2 separate regions of the Ovis aries genome follow, and region 1 is linked to region 2. Evidence: chromatin contacts called from public Hi-C data. All regions are on one chromosome and are shown on one strand. The core of a region is the stretch at or near the end of the contact, and the rest is flanking DNA. Distances in the headings are between cores, read along the strand shown. Region 1 overlaps AKAP13 (A-kinase anchoring protein 13). Region 2 overlaps AKAP13 (A-kinase anchoring protein 13).

Region 1 (4,408 bases), core at 1,433-3,932, 160 kb after region 2:
TTGAGTGCAAACGTGAAATGTCACGTCACCAGACTTAGAGTGAATGCGAGCGAGAAGGGAAGGAACCACTGGGTGACCCCAGCCGAGCGTTCAGTGGCCTGCAGAGCTGGTCACTTGTCTCTCGGCTGGGAGAGGACACTCCCGCCTCCCCTGCAAGTGCAGGGATCGCTATTGTTTCTCAGTGAATCAGTCCCTGCTTATTTTCTCTCTGCTGATCCTGCTCCACCACAGTTACATTAAGGATTAGGTAAAACAAAGACACAGATTAAGAAACTGGAGGCTCCTCTCCCTGCCTAAAGATGTTGGATTCCTTCCACTTTAGAAGGGAGCTTGTGGGATTTCCCTGGTGGTCCAGTGGCTAAGACTCCTCCCTCCCAGTGTACGGGGCCCAGGTTTGATCCCTGGTCAGAGAGCTAGATCCCACATGCGTCAACTACAGGTCCCATGTACTGCAACTAAGACCTGGTGTGGCCAAGTAAGTATCTGTACAGCTATATATGTATATATGGGGCTTCCCTGGTGACTCAGATGGTAAAGAGTCCACCTGCAATGCAAGAGACCTGGGTTCGATCCATGGATGAGGAAGATCCCCTGGAGAAGGGCATGGCAACCCACTCCAGTGTCCTTGCCTGGAGAATCCCCATGGAGCGTGGGGTCGCAAAGAGTCGGACAGGACTGAGCAACTAAGCACAGCACACATGTGTATATAGAGAACGTAGCTCGGGATTGCGCGTCATCTGTCCCACTGAAACGTCTAACCTTATTTAGAGTTAAATTCTGACTGAGCCAGAGGACAGGGCGTGACCGCAGCGTGTCGGCCTCGCTCTGCCCGCAGAGCACGGACAATGCCGTGGGGCACGGAGGCAGGGCATCCCCCTCCTGCCCGGTAGGGACTGAGCTCTCCTCTCCTCCTCAGACAACGAGGTGGAGCAGCAGGACCTGACGCAGTCCCTGGGCCTGGTGAAGGACGTGATCAGCGCCGTGGACAGCAAGGTGGCAAGTTACGAGAAGAAGGTCCGTCTGAACGAGATCTACACGAAGACCGACAGCAAGTCGATCATGAGGATGAAGAGCGGTCAGATGTTTGCCAAGGAGGACCTGAAGCGGAAGAAGCTGGTGCGAGACGGGAGCGTGTTTCTGAAGAGCGCAACCGGGAGGTTGAAAGGTGAGGCCTGCTCATGTCTGAGGCTCCACGCGCTCCAGGGGCGAGCAGGCAGGATGCAGGTGTCCCCAGACCACTTCCGGGCACCCTCGTCCGGATGCTCCCCAGGAGCAGCCGTCGTTCAGTCCTTAGTCTTGTATCAGAAAGGCCTGGGCTGAGCTGGCTCACAAACCACGCCGAGTACAGTAAGGCAGCAAGGACCTGGTGCAGCCAGGGGCATGAGAAGATTTTTAAAAAGCAAAGAGTCAGCTTCATACTCAGATGCGAGCTCCTAAGGCAGATGTAATCCCCCATGAGAGACGGCAGCAAATTTGGGGTCGGGGTTTCTGGCAAAACCACTGCCAGGAGGGAAGCACCATCAGCTGCCCCATTCATAGGTTCTCTGAGATTAAAAATACATCATCGATTGTTCTGAAGAAATGTTAGAGGAATTCTTAGTTCCTGAGACCTTAGAGAAACGTTTAACTCACAACTCGACTTATTATTAAAATTTGTTGTTCATATCTTTTATTTTTCTCTAAGAAAAAGAGATCATGAAAGATACTCATTTCCTGTTTAATCTTAGTTTTTTTGTTTTTTGTTTTTTTTTTTGATCAGCCCCATCAAGTTAAGGAAGTTAGGAGGTCTGTTCATTCATCTGTGCATCTGGTCTGTTGGGTTTTTTGTTTGGTTTCTTTAATAATTTTCCTCATCAAACCCGTATCCTCTGGGTCTGTCTCATAACTCTTAACCTCACTAGTAGCCTTGAGTACCCCCAGCATGCCTCCCTGCCCTCAGTGAGCTGAGCACACAAAGCCGCCCCACTGGCAAAAAACTCAGGGGAGTGAACCAGCCACGGGGTCAGTGATGCCGTAGGCTGCCGACAACGCCTAAGCGTCCTTAGCCAGCTCGGGTCTGCCCCTGCTCAGAGCGAGGCACGCAGGTAGACGACGCAGGACACCCTGCTTAGAAGTTGGGCTCGGACTGCAGAGGCGTTTAAAGAGGTTCTTGCCCTGTGGTGTGATGGCTGCTGGAACAGAGGCCTGAAGGGGCGACCAGGAGAGGGGCTTTCAGGTCACGTCTTGAAGGAGGGAGAGAAGGAAGCGTGAGAGCGTGGAGCCCTGGGAGGGGCGGGCGGGCGGCGGAGAGAGGAAGAAGCTGGGGGTGGACATGTGCTCAGGCGAGGGGCTGACCGGGATCCCCGTGGTGGCAGGGGCTCACAACGGAGGGTTTGAGCAGGACAGGGGTGGAGTCAAGTGTGGGTGGTGCACTGCTGGGGGTGGCCGGAGAACAGCCGGAGCCCGGGGGGACTGCCGACCTAGCTGAGGACGGTCCCTGGTGCCAGGACCCGGGGGAGGGTCCTCCAGGCAGGGTCACTTCAGAGAGAAGAAACACCCCTTCCAGCCCCCAGCCAGCTCTGCATCTCCCTGCTCCGTGATGCATTGCGTGGTCCCCGGAGCTCCCTCCTGTGACATCCTGAGACCACAGCCAGGGACTCTGACCTCCCCACTGCAGCGAGGCCGCCTCCTGGTCGTGAAGTGCCAGTCCTCTTGTGAGAGCAGGCTTCCTAGAGCGGCCACTGCCTGGAGCCAGCGCCCTGTTCCTTCTCTACACAGCAGTTGATTCATTCATTCCCGAAATAAAAAATAATCGATTCCAGCTGTTGGGACGAAATCCTGGTCCAAGCAATGGCAGAACGATAGGCTTCCTGGCCCAAAACGTCTCCAGCCGGAAGAGGAGTTGGTTTCTACTCATTTTCACCCCCCCCAGTGAACTTGTGCCAAGAACAGCCAGTCCTGTGTCGAGTAACCCTTGAAAGAGGATGGAACTGTTTTTCTCTCATCTGCTGACACTGGTCACATAAACCGTAGGATCAAAACTAAAGTTGAAAACTTACGTGTTAGGACTTTTTTTTTTGGCAGACACCTGAACTGTTTAAACTTTAAAAAAAAACTAAGCTGTCAAAACTCATAGTAGTGCATGGAAAATTACTGTGGTCTGTGCTGAAAACTAGACCTCCCCAGGACTCGGGCCTGCTTGCCTCTGTTCCTTGTAGCTTTGCCGTGAATTACACAGGGAGGCAACCCCGTCTTGGCAGAAGTGTTGGAAAAGGGCCTGACCACCCAGGAGGGGGCTGCAGAAGTCAGCCTGTTGTTTTCCCCAGGGAGTCATAGGCGCCCCAGCCCTTTTCCTGGCTGAAGGTGGTACAGATAGGGGCCATCCTGTGAGGTCTCGGTAGACGGCTCGCCTCCAGGGATGTCCTACCTTGTCCTTAAGGGAGTGCTGGGAAATGTCACCACATACGCCTTGAGAATTAGAGCAACTGTTGGTGGCGTTCTTTTGATTTCTGGATCCAACTAGAGATGTTATTTAGTTACTAATTTTGAACACCGAAAAGCATCTTATATTGGGATACAGCCAGGTGGTAGTTTCAGGTGGACAGCAGAGAGACTTAGCCACTGCACGCATGCATGCATTCTCTCCCGAACCCCCTCCCAGCCGGACTAGCACAGCACGTTGAGCAGCGTTCCCTGTGCTAGACAGCAGGTCCTTGTTGGTTATCCGTTTTAAATACAGCATTGTGTACATGTCCATCCCAAACGCCCTAACTGTCCATCCCCGCCCCTGGCAAGCATAACCAGTTAGAGATGTTAATTTGCCTCTTGCTGCATCTCAGTTGAGAAGAGCAGGCCGTCTCTGTGGCACGGAGAGGTTGAGGTTGCCAGCGCCGTGTTGGGCCGAGCAGAGCACGGTGCTCAGTGTATTTGAGATGGTGTGGGTGTCAGGGGCCCCCTTGTCCTCCAGGGCCTGTGGAAGAAGCCTGCCTTTCATGGCGAGACTGAGATAGTCCTCTGCATCACCTCCTGGCAGCCTTCCTGTCTGCTGCCCCACGCCTTTCCCCTTACTGTGGTCAGGAGCTGAGAGACAGTGTGAGCAAGAGCATTTTGAGGAATGTGTTTGCTGTAGCCTGCTTCCCAACTTTTAAAGTGTTTTATTCTTAAAGACCTTGTCTTGTGGGTTCCGTCTTTCCAGCACTTAGTGCTCAGACCTTCCCTGAACAGGGTTTTGGTGATCAATGCCATTTCAGAATGCCTCTAAGAAATCTAGTGGCCAGATGTGGACCCTGTGGAGGTGTCAGACCCTGGCCCGGGAGGAGCGTGGTAAAGCGCCGTGTCGGTGGGCTGCTGGGTTATCGTCTGGTTGCGCGCCCTGGAGGTGCTTCCCTGCCCAGTGACTGTGGTGCTCTCTCCCCTCACCACTCTGCAG
Region 2 (4,420 bases), core at 917-3,416:
TCAGAAAAGTCCAGTGTTTAAGACTTCACCTTCCAATACAGGGGGATCCCTAGTCAGTGAGTTTAGATCCCACATGCCCCACAGCCAAAAAAACCGGAAACATAAACAGCAGAAGTAACAGTGTAACAGATTCAATAAGGACTTTACAAATGGGAGAGGGGGAGGAGGAGGTCCTTACCTGCAGAAGTAACAGTATACCAAATCCAGTAAAGACATATGCAGGGGTGGGGTGGTGGGGGAGGTCCTTAGCTGGCGCCTCTCCCCCCGGGGGGCCTTGTGAAATGCGCTGGCCCGCTCCCTTGAGTGGCATGGTTTGTGTTTTCTTTAAACCTGGAGGGCGTAGATTCCTGTGATTAGCTGCCGCTGCTGAGAGCAGGGGGTGGTGTTGGGTTTGTGTGTGGATGTGGATGTGTTTAGCTTTCTACTCAGTGTCCCGAGCTTGGTAGACGTCCAGATAGATATTAGTAATTTTTTCCCCTCTGACTAGGGATTGAGCCTGGGCCTGAGCAGTGAAAGCACCACGTTCTAACCGCTGGCCCGCCAGGGAACCCCCCAGATGTTAGTTTTTAAATGTGACAGAACAGTTTCAAAGAAGTATTTTCTGCCAGGAAAACCAACCGAAGCTTAACTACCTGAACCAGCTGATTTGTTCCTGCTGAAGGTGTCTTACATAATTGACTGGCTGCCCTTCAAAGAAAGATGACTATTTTTCCCCCTAATTCCATTTTGTGTAATAGATGTATACATTCAGGATATTTGAATTGAAATGCATACCTGAGTATACCTACGCAGCCACGCCCATGTGGGCAGAGGATGCTTGATTCCCACGGCCTTTCTAGAAGGAATTCAGCTGGGAAGGCAGTGGGAGCAGCTGGTGGAGTTAGGCATTTGTATGGAGACTGATTTCCAGGGTTCGTGAGCCTGTTCCTCTGGCTTTAATAGCCATACTGGCCTGTCATTCCAAGTATAGGGTGGGCTCCTTGCAGACAGGGACGTAACTGTCACTGTTACTTCTTTATTTAAAAGCGATGCTTTACAGAGCTCTCACACCATGATGTTTAGCATCAGACCTGATAGATTCTGCTTCATGGTTGTGTGAATCTGGGCAGTTTATCTCTTGAAGTCTCAGTTTTCTCATCTGTAACATGAAGACAGTACACGCCATATAAATTTGTTGTGTGGATCTGGGCAGTTCATCTCTTGAAGTCTCAGTTTTCTTACCTGTGACATGAAGACAGTACACGCCATATAAATTTGTTGTGTTGAGAAAGTGACACAGCAGATGCCTGGTATGTCATAGGCACGTGCTCCCATCCTTAGGTTACACACCAGTGAGAGGCTTTTCCTCACAAAGGAAAGCCTTTAAAGAGGCCCCTGGGGGGAAAGGGGCTTCCCTGGGGACTCAGATGGTGAAGGATCTGCCTGCAATGCCAGGAGACCCAGCTTCCATCCCTGGGTTGGGATGATCCCCTGGAGAAGGGAATGGCAACCCTCTCCAGTGTTCTTGCTTGGAGGATCCCACGGACAGAGGGGCCTGATGCGCTATGGGGTCACAAAGAGTCAAACAGGACTAAGCGACTAACACACACACCATAGGGGTCGGGGGAAGTCTGCAGAATATTAATTTATTTCTCTTGTTGGTCACATGGGGGGAGAAAATGATTGTTTTCTCTTTCAAAGACAGCAGAAAGCTTCGTTTGCTGTGCTGGGTGGGAAGCCTCTGTTGGCTGTGCCTGTGGTCTGGGAGGGTGGCACTCAGGGACCCTCCAGCTCATCCAGAAGCCAGGATGGGCTCTCCATGTGGGTGGTTTCTGGGAGCCTGGCCCTCAGGTGCCTGCAGTTCCTCAGGCAGCACACCAGGGGGCGCAGCTCACTCAGAAACACCAACTCCAGTTTCTTTTCTCATCACAAAGATATTTATGGAAGAAATGATGATGTTACGAGCATAGTTCCAATGAGCTGAGATCAGTGCCTAAAGGTGGAGGAAAAGTGTGTTTTGATGAATACATTCCGCATCTTGGAAATGAATAACATTGCTGAAAACCCCAGGGAGATCTGATTTTCCAGGAATGCCTCCCTGCGGACACAGGGCTCACACCTTCCTGGTCTAGACACCAGTGGAGCTCTGTAGGGTGGCGGGTGGCTTGCTGCCTGGTGTCAGAGCTTATGCATTCTCTGCCCCTCTGGGCAGTGGGCACCGTGGTCCCTGGCCCTGGCATTGCATCATCCCTGTGCAAACCGGGCAATTTCTTTGAAGTTCTCTTTGCATTACAGGAAACAATAGGCATTTCAGAGCAAAAGTCATTTTCTCCGCCTTGAGTCAGTTCATAACAGTGAGGTGAAATCAGGTCGCGTGCTTGGTGCCTGTTCAGTCCCTTCAGTCGTGTCTGACTCTTTGCCATCTTATGGACCGTGCCCTACCAGGCTCTGTCCGTGGGGTGCTGGGGCCTCAGTCCAGTTCCTGCTGGGTAACCCGTGGAAGTGACTTTTACCCTGCTGGGTTTCCAGATCCAGGGCGGCTCAGGAGCCTTCCCACTGGACGGTAGGCCTCATCGCAAGGTCCTTGAGCTTTCATTCTTTAATTTGTTCAAGTTGAACAGATTAGTGCATATTGAGATTTTCAGAGACTGTTAATGCCAGGTTATTTGGTAGGCGCACTGGGGCTTCCCAGGTGGCTCAGTGGTAAAGCACCTGCCTGCCAGTGCAGGAGACAAGGAGACGCGGATTCAGTCTCTGGGTCGGGAAGGTCCCCTAGAGAAGGTAATGGCCACTCACTCCAGTATTCTTGCCTGGGAACATCTCATGGACAGAGAAGCCTGGTGAGCTACAGTCCATGGGGTCTCAGACAATCAGACATGACTGATTGACTGAACAACAACAGGGGAACCAGTTGATCTTCGCGAATAGCACTTGTGAAAAGTGAATTAGAGATGGAGTTTTGTGAGGTGTGGAAGATTGCCGTCAGAGCTTTGGGGAAGGAGGGGGTTCCTTTCAGGAGGGGGTGTGTGCTTGTCACGCAGGAAGAGCTGAGGTTCCCGCCGCCGCCCCGTCTCTCAGGAGGAGGGCTCTGATCTGTCTCCCTGCTGCCTGTGCCTCCTTAGGTCATGACTGCTGCGAGACAGTGAAGGTGCTGCTCTGCGCTTCCAAAGAGGGCCTGCCCGTGCTCGTGGTGGCAGAAGAGGACTTCCGGTTCATCCAGGACGAGGCCTACGACGCAGCCCAGTTCCTGGCCACCAGCGCCGGCAACCAGCAGGCCCTGAACTTCACCCGCTTCCTGGATCGCTCAGGACCCCCGTCCACGGACGTGAACTCCCTCGATGAGAAGGTCGCCCTGGCCTTCAGGCACCTGAAGCTGCCAGCGGAGTGGAATGTGTTGGGGACAGACGCAGCCTCACACGGTAAGGAGCTCGGATGACCCGCAGCCTTTGAGCTTGGGATTCTTTGTATTTGGATGGGGCTGCTTTCTTAGGGGGATGATCCTCCCGTCTCCCATGGTGGCTGCGTAGGAGCAGAGTGGCCTCAGTGGCGCCTCTCCTGCGTCCTCCTGCCAAGCTGTCGGCCTGTTCTTGTTGGGAAACGACCCCACGGAGGGCTCACTCGCAGCGGCAGCTCTCAAGTAGCCGGTGGCTCGAGACCCTTCCGTGGCCTGGACTTCACGCTTGGTCTCCCGTGTGTGGAGAGAGGCCCATCCTTCATGAGGAGGGCAGCAGAGGAGTGTTTGACACTTCTTTCTAAAGATCAAAGACAGGATTTTCATTATTGTATTCTCAAGGCATCTAGGGATTCCATGAGATTGGAAGAAGGAAAAGACGGGAGAAATCAGGAGGGGCGCACAGGGGAGCAAGCCGAGGCCTGGAGCGCCCACCCCGCGCGTTTGTAACCAGAATGCCCTCACTCTGGTCTATTTCATCTGCTCGGGGCTCCACTTTTTAAAAAGCAGTGATGTAGTAGGTATCTATAAATGTTCCTCTTTTTGTGACAAGGGATTTCCTATGTCATTACTGTGGTAAATGACACCTGTTGTAAATGTCTGTGTGCGTACACACACACACACACATCTGATGAAGCAGCCTATACCTGGAGTCCAATGAACAGCATCATCTTTCCCTGCTGAGTGCAGATGTAATGGAAAGATTTAGGAGTTACACAGAGATCAGAGTGTTTGCTTTGTCCCTGACAGAACCTGAATGGAAAGGCTGATCTCAGTTCGCTTGTCAGAAGGGGTTGCTTATCCTCTCGACTCTTATCTGGAAGAACAGGACAGTCACAGGACCGCCCTGCAGTGTTCCTGACTTTGGTTATTGTGTTATGAAGGGGTCGCCCAGAAGGCCCCGGCCCCCTGCAGACAGGCAGACTCTGACTGAGCAGGAGCGCCCAGCAGGGCTGAACCGGGAGGGCGCTCAGTTCCCCGCTCTCTAGA

What was found. Hi-C and Micro-C count contacts between places; a contact is called where the count stands out from the background.
Region 1: a Hi-C map of hypothalamus shows a contact between it and region 2, with 3 times the contacts expected there. The contact joins two enhancer-like sites. A contact is called at or near these places in 4 of 16 Hi-C or Micro-C datasets (hypothalamus, omental adipose tissue and tail adipose tissue).

Annotation. Positions count from the first base shown.
Region 1 is chr18:15,913,974-15,918,381 of ARS-UI_Ramb_v3.0, forward strand. AKAP13 (A-kinase anchoring protein 13) reads left to right here. Exons shown (of 39, transcript XM_060402005.1): 28 at 917-1,165. Among named protein-coding and RNA genes, the nearest start is that of TRNAW-CCA, 70 kb to the left of the region's middle. Within about 2 kb of position 2,683, at least 9 of the 54 cell types and tissues checked have an H3K27ac peak or open chromatin away from gene starts, as enhancers often do.
Region 2 is chr18:15,751,510-15,755,929 of ARS-UI_Ramb_v3.0, forward strand. It overlaps AKAP13 (A-kinase anchoring protein 13), which reads left to right. Exons shown (of 39, transcript XM_060402005.1): 5 at 3,102-3,398. Among named protein-coding and RNA genes, the nearest start is that of TRNAW-CCA, 93 kb to the right of the region's middle. Within about 2 kb of position 2,167, at least 10 of the 54 cell types and tissues checked have an H3K27ac peak or open chromatin away from gene starts, as enhancers often do.